2 separate regions of the Zea mays genome follow, and region 1 is linked to region 2. Evidence: chromatin contacts called from public Hi-C data. All regions are on one chromosome and are shown on one strand. The core of a region is the stretch at or near the end of the contact, and the rest is flanking DNA. Distances in the headings are between cores, read along the strand shown.

What was found. Hi-C and Micro-C count contacts between places; a contact is called where the count stands out from the background.
Region 1: a contact with region 2 is called in a Hi-C map of tassel, with 3 times the contacts expected there. The contact joins the promoter of LOC103633710 here to the promoter of LOC100273615 in region 2. A contact is called at or near these places in 6 of 25 Hi-C or Micro-C datasets (bundle sheath, ear, leaf and 1 more).

The regions. Positions count from the first base shown.
Region 1 is chr7:9,277,355-9,281,855 of Zm-B73-REFERENCE-NAM-5.0, forward strand. It overlaps LOC103633710 (potassium channel AKT3), which reads left to right and starts at 2,120. Exons shown (of 10, transcript XM_008655416.3): 1 at 2,120-2,655; 2 at 2,758-2,815; 3 at 2,933-3,250; 4 at 3,398-3,643; 5 at 3,734-3,832; 6 at 3,994-4,026; 7 at 4,121-4,306; 8 at 4,430-4,501. The coding sequence starts at 2,120.
Region 2 is chr7:9,101,537-9,106,086 of Zm-B73-REFERENCE-NAM-5.0, forward strand. It overlaps LOC100273615, which reads right to left and starts at 2,149. Exons shown (of 2, transcript NM_001148031.1): 1 at 1,956-2,149; 2 at 124-1,517. The coding sequence starts at 2,115. The coding sequence ends at 460.

The DNA of each region.
Region 1 (4,501 bases), core at 870-3,369, 180 kb after region 2:
GAGGGCCCTGGTCCTTCCTTTTATAGGCGTAAGAAGAGGATCCAGGTGTACAATGGGGGTGTGGGCCCTTGGGTCGGGCCTGTCTCGTCCGCGCCTTAGGTTGGGCGATGTGGAGGCTCCTCCGAGGTCGAGGTCGAGTCTGTCTTCTGAGGCCGAGGTCGAGTCCGAGCCCTTGGGTCGGGCGAGGCGGAGACCGTCGACTGAGGCCAGGGCTGAGTCCGAGCCCTGGAGTCGGGCGAAGCGGAGTTCGTCGTCTTCAGGGGCTGAGCCCGAGTCCGAGCCCTGGGTCGGGCGGAGCGGAGTTCGCTGTCTTCCGGGGCTTAGCCCGAGTCCGAGCCCTGGGTCGGGAGGAGCGGAGTTCGCCGTCTTCCGGGGCTTAGCCCGAGTCCGAGCCCTGGGTCGGGCGGAGCGGAGTTCGCTGTCTTCCGGGGCTGAGCCCAAGTCCGAGCCCTGGGTCGGGCGAAGCGGAGCTTCCTATGGTGCCTGAGGCCGGGTCTGACTGCCTGTCAGCCTCACTCTGTCAAGTGGCATAGCAGTCGGTGCGGCGCAGGCGGCGCTGTCCTTCTGTCAGGCCGGTCAGTGGAGCAGCGAAGTGACTGCGATCACTTCGGCTCTGCTGACTGAAGGGCGCGCGTCGGGATAAAGGTGTCAGGCCACCTTTGCATTAAATGCTCCTGCGATTTGGTCGGTTGGCGCGGCGATTTGGTCAGGGTTGCTTCTTGGCGAAGACAGGGCCTCGGGCGAGTCGGAAGTTCGTTCGTCGCTGGAGGGGGGCCTCGGGCGAGACGGAGATCCTCCGGGGTCGGCTGCCCTTGCCCGAGGCTAGGCTCGGGCGAGGCGTGATCGAGTCCCTCGAATGGACCGATCCCTGACTTAATCGCACCCATTAGGCATTTGCAGCTTTGTGCTGATGGGGGTTACCAGCTGAGAATTAGGAGTCTTGAGGGTACCCCTAATTATGGTCCCCGACAATAAACATCTATAACTTCTCAAGATCTACAAAATTTATTTTGGTTGTTTGGTCATTTGTTTATCTCACATGATGGTTCTAACAATATGCACAAATTTTATACGTCTCTCTCGTAGTTTCATAAACTACGAGAGATATAGGTTTTATGAATAAATTTATTTTTATTTTGTCATATGAAGAAATGTTCAATATATAAATTGTACATCATGATGAGTTATATAAGTTTGTAGTTGAAAACATTTTCATTTGAATTAATTTACTTCTTTAAAATATGATTTTTAAATTGTCTTTGCCTAGTGTTGGGAAAAAAACACACGGCAAAGAGCTCTTTGCCGAGTGTTGTATTTGTGACACTCGGCAAAGAGCCCTTTGTCGAGTGTCAAAAAAAGACACTCGGCAAAGAAACTCTTTGCCTAGTGTCAAAAATAAAACACTCGGCAAAGAGCTTCTTCGCCGAGTGTTTTCTTTTATCGAGGATTTTTTGCGTGGCACTCGGCAAAGAGCTTATTTGCCGAGTGCCAAAAAAACACTCGGCAAAAAATATGGCACTCGGCAAAGATCCAAATTCCGGTAGTGATATTTTTGACATTACTAGTTTTATTGAAAATTATTTTCACAACATATAAATTTTACGGTTCTATATGGTACTACCTCTGTTTTTTTATATTTGTCGCTATGCAGTTCAAGTTTGAACTAAAGAACGTCAAATAAAATTTTTTTGGAGGAAGTACATTTTAATTAAAACATTGAAAGCCACAACAATAAACTTTTCCTTTTTGAGAAACATCCCTCCTTGTACAACAATCTACTAGTGGAGTGCTGCTGCACTGGAGGCCTGGAGCTTAACCTTTTTCTATCTAATCAGGCCGTTGCTCCTAACGATAGACCCAAAGGCTGAAAGCCCAATCAAGCCCAGTTGCGCGATGGGGACGAAGGAGCCACTGTCACTCCCGCCGCGCTCGCTGCTCGATTACTAATTAAAGCCGCGCGCACGAGGAAGCGGATCAGAACACGCCACGATCTGGCGGCAGCACAGAGGGAGGCGGTCCGCGGTCGCATGCACGGCTCGCCGGCGGAGGCAACTGTTAATTATTACGCCGTGTACCAGCAGCAGCCTGCAGGACGACGGCACGCGCGCGCGCGCGCGGCATGCCGTTGAGTGGCAGGCCATGGGGCGGCGGCGGCGGCAGCGGTGGCGGCAGCTCGGGTAGGCTCGCGTCGTCCGGCGCGCTCCTCCCGGCGGCGCTGGGCGGCGCGCGCAGCGGGCGGCGGCCCCGGCTCCGGCGGTTCATCGTGTCCCCCCACGACCCGCGGTACGTGGCGTGGGAGCACTCGCTGGTGGCGCTGGTGGCGTACTCGGCGTGGGTGGCGCCCTTCGAGTTCGGGTTCGTCCCGGACCCGCGGGGCGCGCTGGCCGTCGCCGACAACGCCGTGAACGCGGCGTTCGCCGTGGACATCGCGCTCACCTTCTTCGTGGCGTACGCGGACGGCGGGACGTACCTGCTGCAGGACGACCCCCGGCGGATCGCGTGGCGGTACGCCCGCTCCTGGCTCGCGCTCGACGTCGCCTCCACCGTGCCCACCGAGGTGTACCGCCGGGTCCTGCCGCGCCAGGCCAGGAGCTACAACTTCTTCGGCATGCTCCGGCTCTGGCGCCTGCACCGCGTCGGCACGCTCTTCGCACAGTACGTGCGCACGCACGTCGTCGTTGTTGTTGGATGCTTTTTTTTTGAACTGATGAACAACGACGTTGCTTTGCTTGGTTCCTTCATCTCTACTCTGCTTAGACTGGAGAAGGACAGGAAGTTCCGCTACTTCTGGGTTCGATGCACAAGGCTCATCTGCGTACGTGAGCTCGATGATTCTGCCTGCCTGCCTGCCGTTTGCATTCCACTAGCTCGTCAGTCTCATCAGCAGACTGATCAGCAAATAATGGAACTGTCTTTCTGTCTGCGCGCGCAGGTGACGCTGTTCGCGGTGCACTGCGCGGGGTGCTTCTACTACCTGCTGGCGGACAGGTACCCGGACCCGGGGCACACGTGGCTGAGCTCCTCCATGCCGGACTTCAAGCAGCAGAGCGTGTGGAAGCGGTACGCCGCGTCCATGTACTGGTCCATCACCACGCTCACCACCGTCGGGTACGGCGACATGCACGCCGTGAACACGGGCGAGATGGTGTTCACCACGTTCTACATGCTCTTCAACCTCGGCCTCACCGCCTACCTCATCGGCAACATGACCAACCTCGTCGTCCACGGCACCAGCCGCACCAGGAAATACGTACGGCCGGCCGGACTACCCTATGCTATGCTTCTTCTTCTGTTCTCTTCTGTCGTACGTCGGTCGTCGGCAGCCAATGCTAGCTTGCGATCGACATGAATCCATGGACACCCGACCGAATGAATGAATCCACCGTACCCACACCAGAGGGACGCGATCAAGGCGGCGACGAGCTTCGCGGTGCGGCACCAGCTGCCGCCGCGGCTGCAGGAGCAGATGGTGTCCCACCTGAGCCTCAAGTTCAGGACCGACTCGGAGGGGCTGCAGCAGCAGGAGACGCTGGACGCGCTGCCCAAGGCCATCCGCTCCGGCATCTCGCACTACCTCTTCTTCGCCCTCGTCCAGGGCGTCTACCTCTTCCAGGGCGTCTCCAATGACCTCATCTTCCAGCTGGTAATTCATTCGTCAGGCATCATTCATTGGAAGCTCCACCCAGCTCTGAATTCTTGCTGCCTGCCTGCCTGCCTGCGTTCCCAATGCAAGGTCTCTGAGATGAACGCCGAGTACTTCGCGCCCAGGGAGGACGTCATCCTGCAGAACGAGGCGCCGTCCGACTTCTACATCCTAGTCACCGGTAGTGTGGTAAAAACAACAACAACAACAACAACAACAAAACAAACAAAATCACACGCATTCTTTTCTGCTTGTCTTTTTTTTCCCTCACGATCAGTTCGAGGCTAGCTACTGTTGAATTTGATAACCAAAACAAGAAATGACACTGACAAGCAGTGATGCATTGACAGGAGCTGGTAGAGCTCCGGAACGGTTCAGAGCAGGCAAGTCCTTAATTCGTTCTCCCTGCTCTGATGATCATGCAATACAATTGGATCGGATAACCTTAGCATGCCATCGTACGTGCGTTATGTGCAGGTGGCTGGGGTGGCCAGGGCCGGCGACGTCGTCGGCGAGATCGGGGTGCTGTGCTACAAGCCCCAGCTCTTCACGGCGAGGACGCGGTCCCTGTGCCACCTCCTGCGCATGGAGCGCAGCGCGTTCCTCAGGATCGTCCAGGCGAACGTCGGCGACGGCACCATAATCATCAACAACCTTATCCAGGTAGTACTGCATTAATTGGCCCTCCCCAGTCCCCATGCATGGTTGATTTGTGCCGGCCGATTTCAATCAACCCAAGCTCTGCTCTCTGGATTCATTTGCGTTGCATCGGATTGCTAACTGCAGTACCTCAAGGAGAAGAGGGACAGCGGCGCCATCGCCGGCGTCGCGGAGGAGATCGAGTACTTGCTAGCTCGG
Region 2 (4,550 bases), core at 899-3,398:
ATCTGGTAACGCCACAAAATTCTGGACCTGCCTGTTGCACATTTATCATGGTATGGAATTCATGCAATCAAGTTCAAGCCCTCTCCAACAATAAAGGTCTCATCATATAAACTGGGACCTTATAAACCAACCTAACTTAAGATATCAAATCATTCAAAAAATAAGATACCAGTTACCAGATCATTCATGAATTTTGTTACATTATGCAACTTCATGGCACTCAGCATGATGAGGACTGGCATTATCCTGAAGAACATAAACCCAAGCATGAGGGCTAGTCCTTGTAATTTTCCAACTAGCTATTTTCTATAGTACTGAACCATGCCATTTCTAGAGAATCTTTACTGAATTGCAATCAGAAAGTCTCACTACAATAACAGAAACTAAGGGAAATTGCATAAGGTAAAAGGAATAATGATGCATCATCAAAATCCCAGCAAAACAACAAGCTAACTTAGCTCAGTTGCAGAGAAACTTGGAAGCTTCACAGTGTTGGAGATGTGCTGTAATGTTTTCTCTCATCACTTTGCCATTAGGATCCACCTGCTCGCAGTTTTCTCGATTATAGCCAGTATCATGATGTTCGGGAAGTTGAACACTCGGAAGCAATTCATCATGGCAGTCTATGAGTATATTGTGAAGCAGACAGCAAACAAGAATTATACTTGGCAACTTGTTCTTGTCAGGCCTCCACATGACTTTGTGTAAGATCCTCCAGGATCCCTTCAGCCGCGCCAAGGCATTTGTTCCAAGCAGCCTTGCAGCTTTTTGGCGGGCATTAAAGTTTTGCAATGGGGCAGGCAGATGTTTTCCTTCGAATGGAGTCATAAGCCATGGGAGTAGAGGATAACATGAGTCACCAGCAATGTATTCCCTGATCTCTGCACCCTCTGCTGAAACTTTGACAGAGCCATTCAAACGTTCCCCAGCTTCACAGAGCTTGAAAAACCCAGAGCATTTCATCAGGCGTGAGAATGTCATGCTGCCAGGCCAACCAGTAACAATATCAATAAACCTCATCTGATCATCAACAATCCCTTGCAGGAACATACTGTAGTTCTTTGCATGATCACACCAATCTGCAGATGACTCGACAGCAGGAAGCGTCATGATTACGTGGGTGGCATCAACACCACCACAACAATTCGGAAGGCCATAAGCATCCTCCAGCACAGCTTTGATCTGCTCAAGTCTCTCTTGGCTTGGCCATGCCAGATGATACCTAGCCCTATCTTCCATCGACTCGATAAATCTCCATGTCACTTGTGAAACAGTAGACTGGCCCACACCAAAAGCAGTCCCTACTGACACCTGGGAATCACCGGACGCAAGCCTCCTCATGGCAATTGCCACTTGCTTCTCCACACTGAGCAGCCTCCCCTCAATGTTGATCAGTCCAGACGGTGGCCTTGAGATCAGATCTTCCCTAACAATGGAGCAGATGTAGTCAAAAGTCTTCCTTGAAGTCCTGAAGAAGTGCCTGAATGCTTCCCCCTCATCTGGAGGCACAGCATGCTCTGTCCAAAATAGAAAATCGAAATTTAACCACACACACAGCGAGACCAAGACCATTTCACATCGTAATCATTAGTACATTGCATGATTGCAAACTCCTGATTCCGCTCAAAATCAGCCATTCGTCAAGACTCAAAGACCAAGACTGCCCACCCCTAATCTTGGCACATCCACAGAGACCGGCCTCTGGTTCACCGAATCAACTAGCCCCCCAAAATGAACAGCGCTAAAGCGCGGACCCACACCCATCTGGGAAAGCGGCGTGCCCGAATCAGCAAGAGGCGCGGCGGCCGCCGTAATGCCCGGGTGGAGCGGCCGCCGTAATGCCCGGGTGGAGCGGCCGCCTGTGCAGATTTGGTCGAATGCACAAACGCGGGACGAGAATTCAAGGAAACGCCTCCGCTAGGGGACGAGAGAGAGAGAAGAAGGCGTATGCATACCTAGCTCGACTTGCTTGTTCAGGAAAGCGTACCACCACTCGGTGTCGAGGGCGCGGAGCTCCGGCGGCAGCGCCGGCGGCGCGCCCCGCGCCCTGACAATCTTGAGCTTGCCATCCTTGGATTTCCGCTTCCCCTTCTTGGACTTCTTCACGGGAGGCATCTCCCAAACCCCACCCCGAAAACCCGGAACCTCTCCGCCCGCTCCGCTCCTGCTGCAGTCTGCGTTCGTCTCCCCTTCTGCCCCTCCTTTTATCATGCTCCTCCCCTCCAGATTACCTGCCATGGTGAATGACGGATTTTTTTTTTCTTCTAACTAAATCTTACCACCATGCCTTTAATTGCAGGTGGGACCATGAATTATGTAGGTCCACTTGTCATTGATCTTATTGGCAAATGTATAGCCGTGTACCCCTTATTTTTCATTTTTATATAGTTTATTAGTATGTAATAATATTATGATAATACTATTTTATATTCATCCCACCACCTCGGCTACATGAGACACGCCTTTGATCGTGATACAGTTGTAAGTGCATGTTTGAGAGAGCTTCTAAGCAACTCTGGCTCTTTACTTGAACCCTTCCAAAGACACGTTGAAAAACGGCTACAAAAATGGAGCTAGAGCCGTTTTAAGGTTGGGAGTCCGAGCCAGGAAAACCAGCTCCCAACGGCTCTCCGTTTCTCCATGCAGAGGAAGGTCCCCACACGTAGCCGCGTGGCCAGGGTGTCGCCAGGATGCGTAGCCACGCTCCTAGAGGTTTCCCAACGGCTCTCCGTTTCTCCATGCAGAGGGAGGTCCCCACACGTAGCCGCGTGGCCAGGGTGTCGCCAGGATGCGTAGCCACGCTTAGAGGTTTTCGTTCCATGTATGCACATGCATCTTTACTAGCAAGGCTACCGGGGCCCGACGTTGTTACGCTACACGAAGGCATCGACGCATCATCGCGGAGCACGCCATCGAGGAACAACAACACTGGTGTGTCAGGGTGGAAGCCATGGTTCATGGCAAGCACGACACGCAGTATGCACACAAGGTGTTTAATTTGTGCAAATGTTTAGCCAACAGATTGTAGACATTTAACTCATATACCAAATAAATAAGTATCGGAGAAGTCGTTTTGCTAGCAGAGGATTCAAAGCGAGAGCTATTTTTAGAGGAACCATAGTCCTACCAAACAGGCCCTAAGCCTAACTCTAATGGAGTACCTAAATAGACACCCAAACTCAAAATAGGTACTTGATGAGCACTGTAACGATACTTATACCTCTATAATAGGTGATCCAAAGGTGATACTTAACCTAAATATGAGTTCTCTCTCCAGAACTCATTATGTGCAGTGTGAGTGAGTGAAGAGAGAAAGCGAGCCTGGTTAGTGAGATGGAAATAAAAATGGTATTTTATTGATATATGTGTTTAGATGGGGATTATTGTTGGAGATAATTATAGACAAATAGAAGGTGCATTTTGGGTGGATAGGCAAAAGATGAAATGGGTCTCCAAAAATGGATGGTATTGTTGGAGTTAGCCTAAAGGAAAATAATTTATGTCCAATACAAATCTAGCTAGTGTGCCATCATCTTAATCATAGTGGGATGAATTAGTGAACGTGATTTAGCTGTGTCAGTGTTAATGAGGATAGTAAACATTGATAACCATGATCCAGTTGTCATGGACTCACCAACATCCATAAATGTTGGATCCAGTGGTAGACGCTACCGACAGTTGACATGGTGTGGGACGGTCAATATCGACCATCATAGCTCTAGCAACAAAGTGATACACCTGGTTGAGCTTATCGATCAATTGATGATGTCGGTGGGACCGTGTCGGTTGGTACCACTCGTCTTATTGGAGCCCATGTTGTTACTAGTCAGGTGTGTTTGGTACCGACCGTCTACTCGTGATGTGATGTCTCTTGATTAGGTAGCATTATTTTAACCATTTGGGTTTCAAAAAATCTTTAAAAATCTCTGAATTCACCCTATACATCAAGGGAGAGCAAGGGTTCATTTAGACCCCTTCCTCCCCTATTTACAAGCTATCTCCTTCATTTGTTGACTTTTGGTCTCTTTTTTGGTATGAGTCTAAGGTGGAGTCCCAACTTTGATATGTTCACGAACTTGCTCAACGAGCAATCTTCACAACTTTTCGAGACCACTGTTGGTGTATGGCAGATCTTCTTTGACAATCTTTCTCTCATCCATCATCAGCGAGAGGACATTTCTGCTCATCCCCATTCTTTAACTCTGCGTCCACTATTTCTTTATCTATATCCTCCTCCATATTTATACCGATCAAATACTGATGGTCCTCCTCCTCCTGAATCTCTTACGATCGACGCTCCTCCTACCACTTAGGCCCATGTCACTAACACTCCTTTTTCACAACCTTTTGCTTATCCATATCCTCCTTCATACCCGTACAATAAATATCCATATGGTTCTCCTTATAAATCACATGGTGCTCCTACATAAGCTCCTCCTTATGGTACTCCTCATGTGTTTCCTCTCTCGTATGGTGTTCCTCTCACATACGGTGCTCATGCTCCTTTTTGTCCTCTTACAGGCATGGTAGTGTCCCAAGCAGCCATAGTG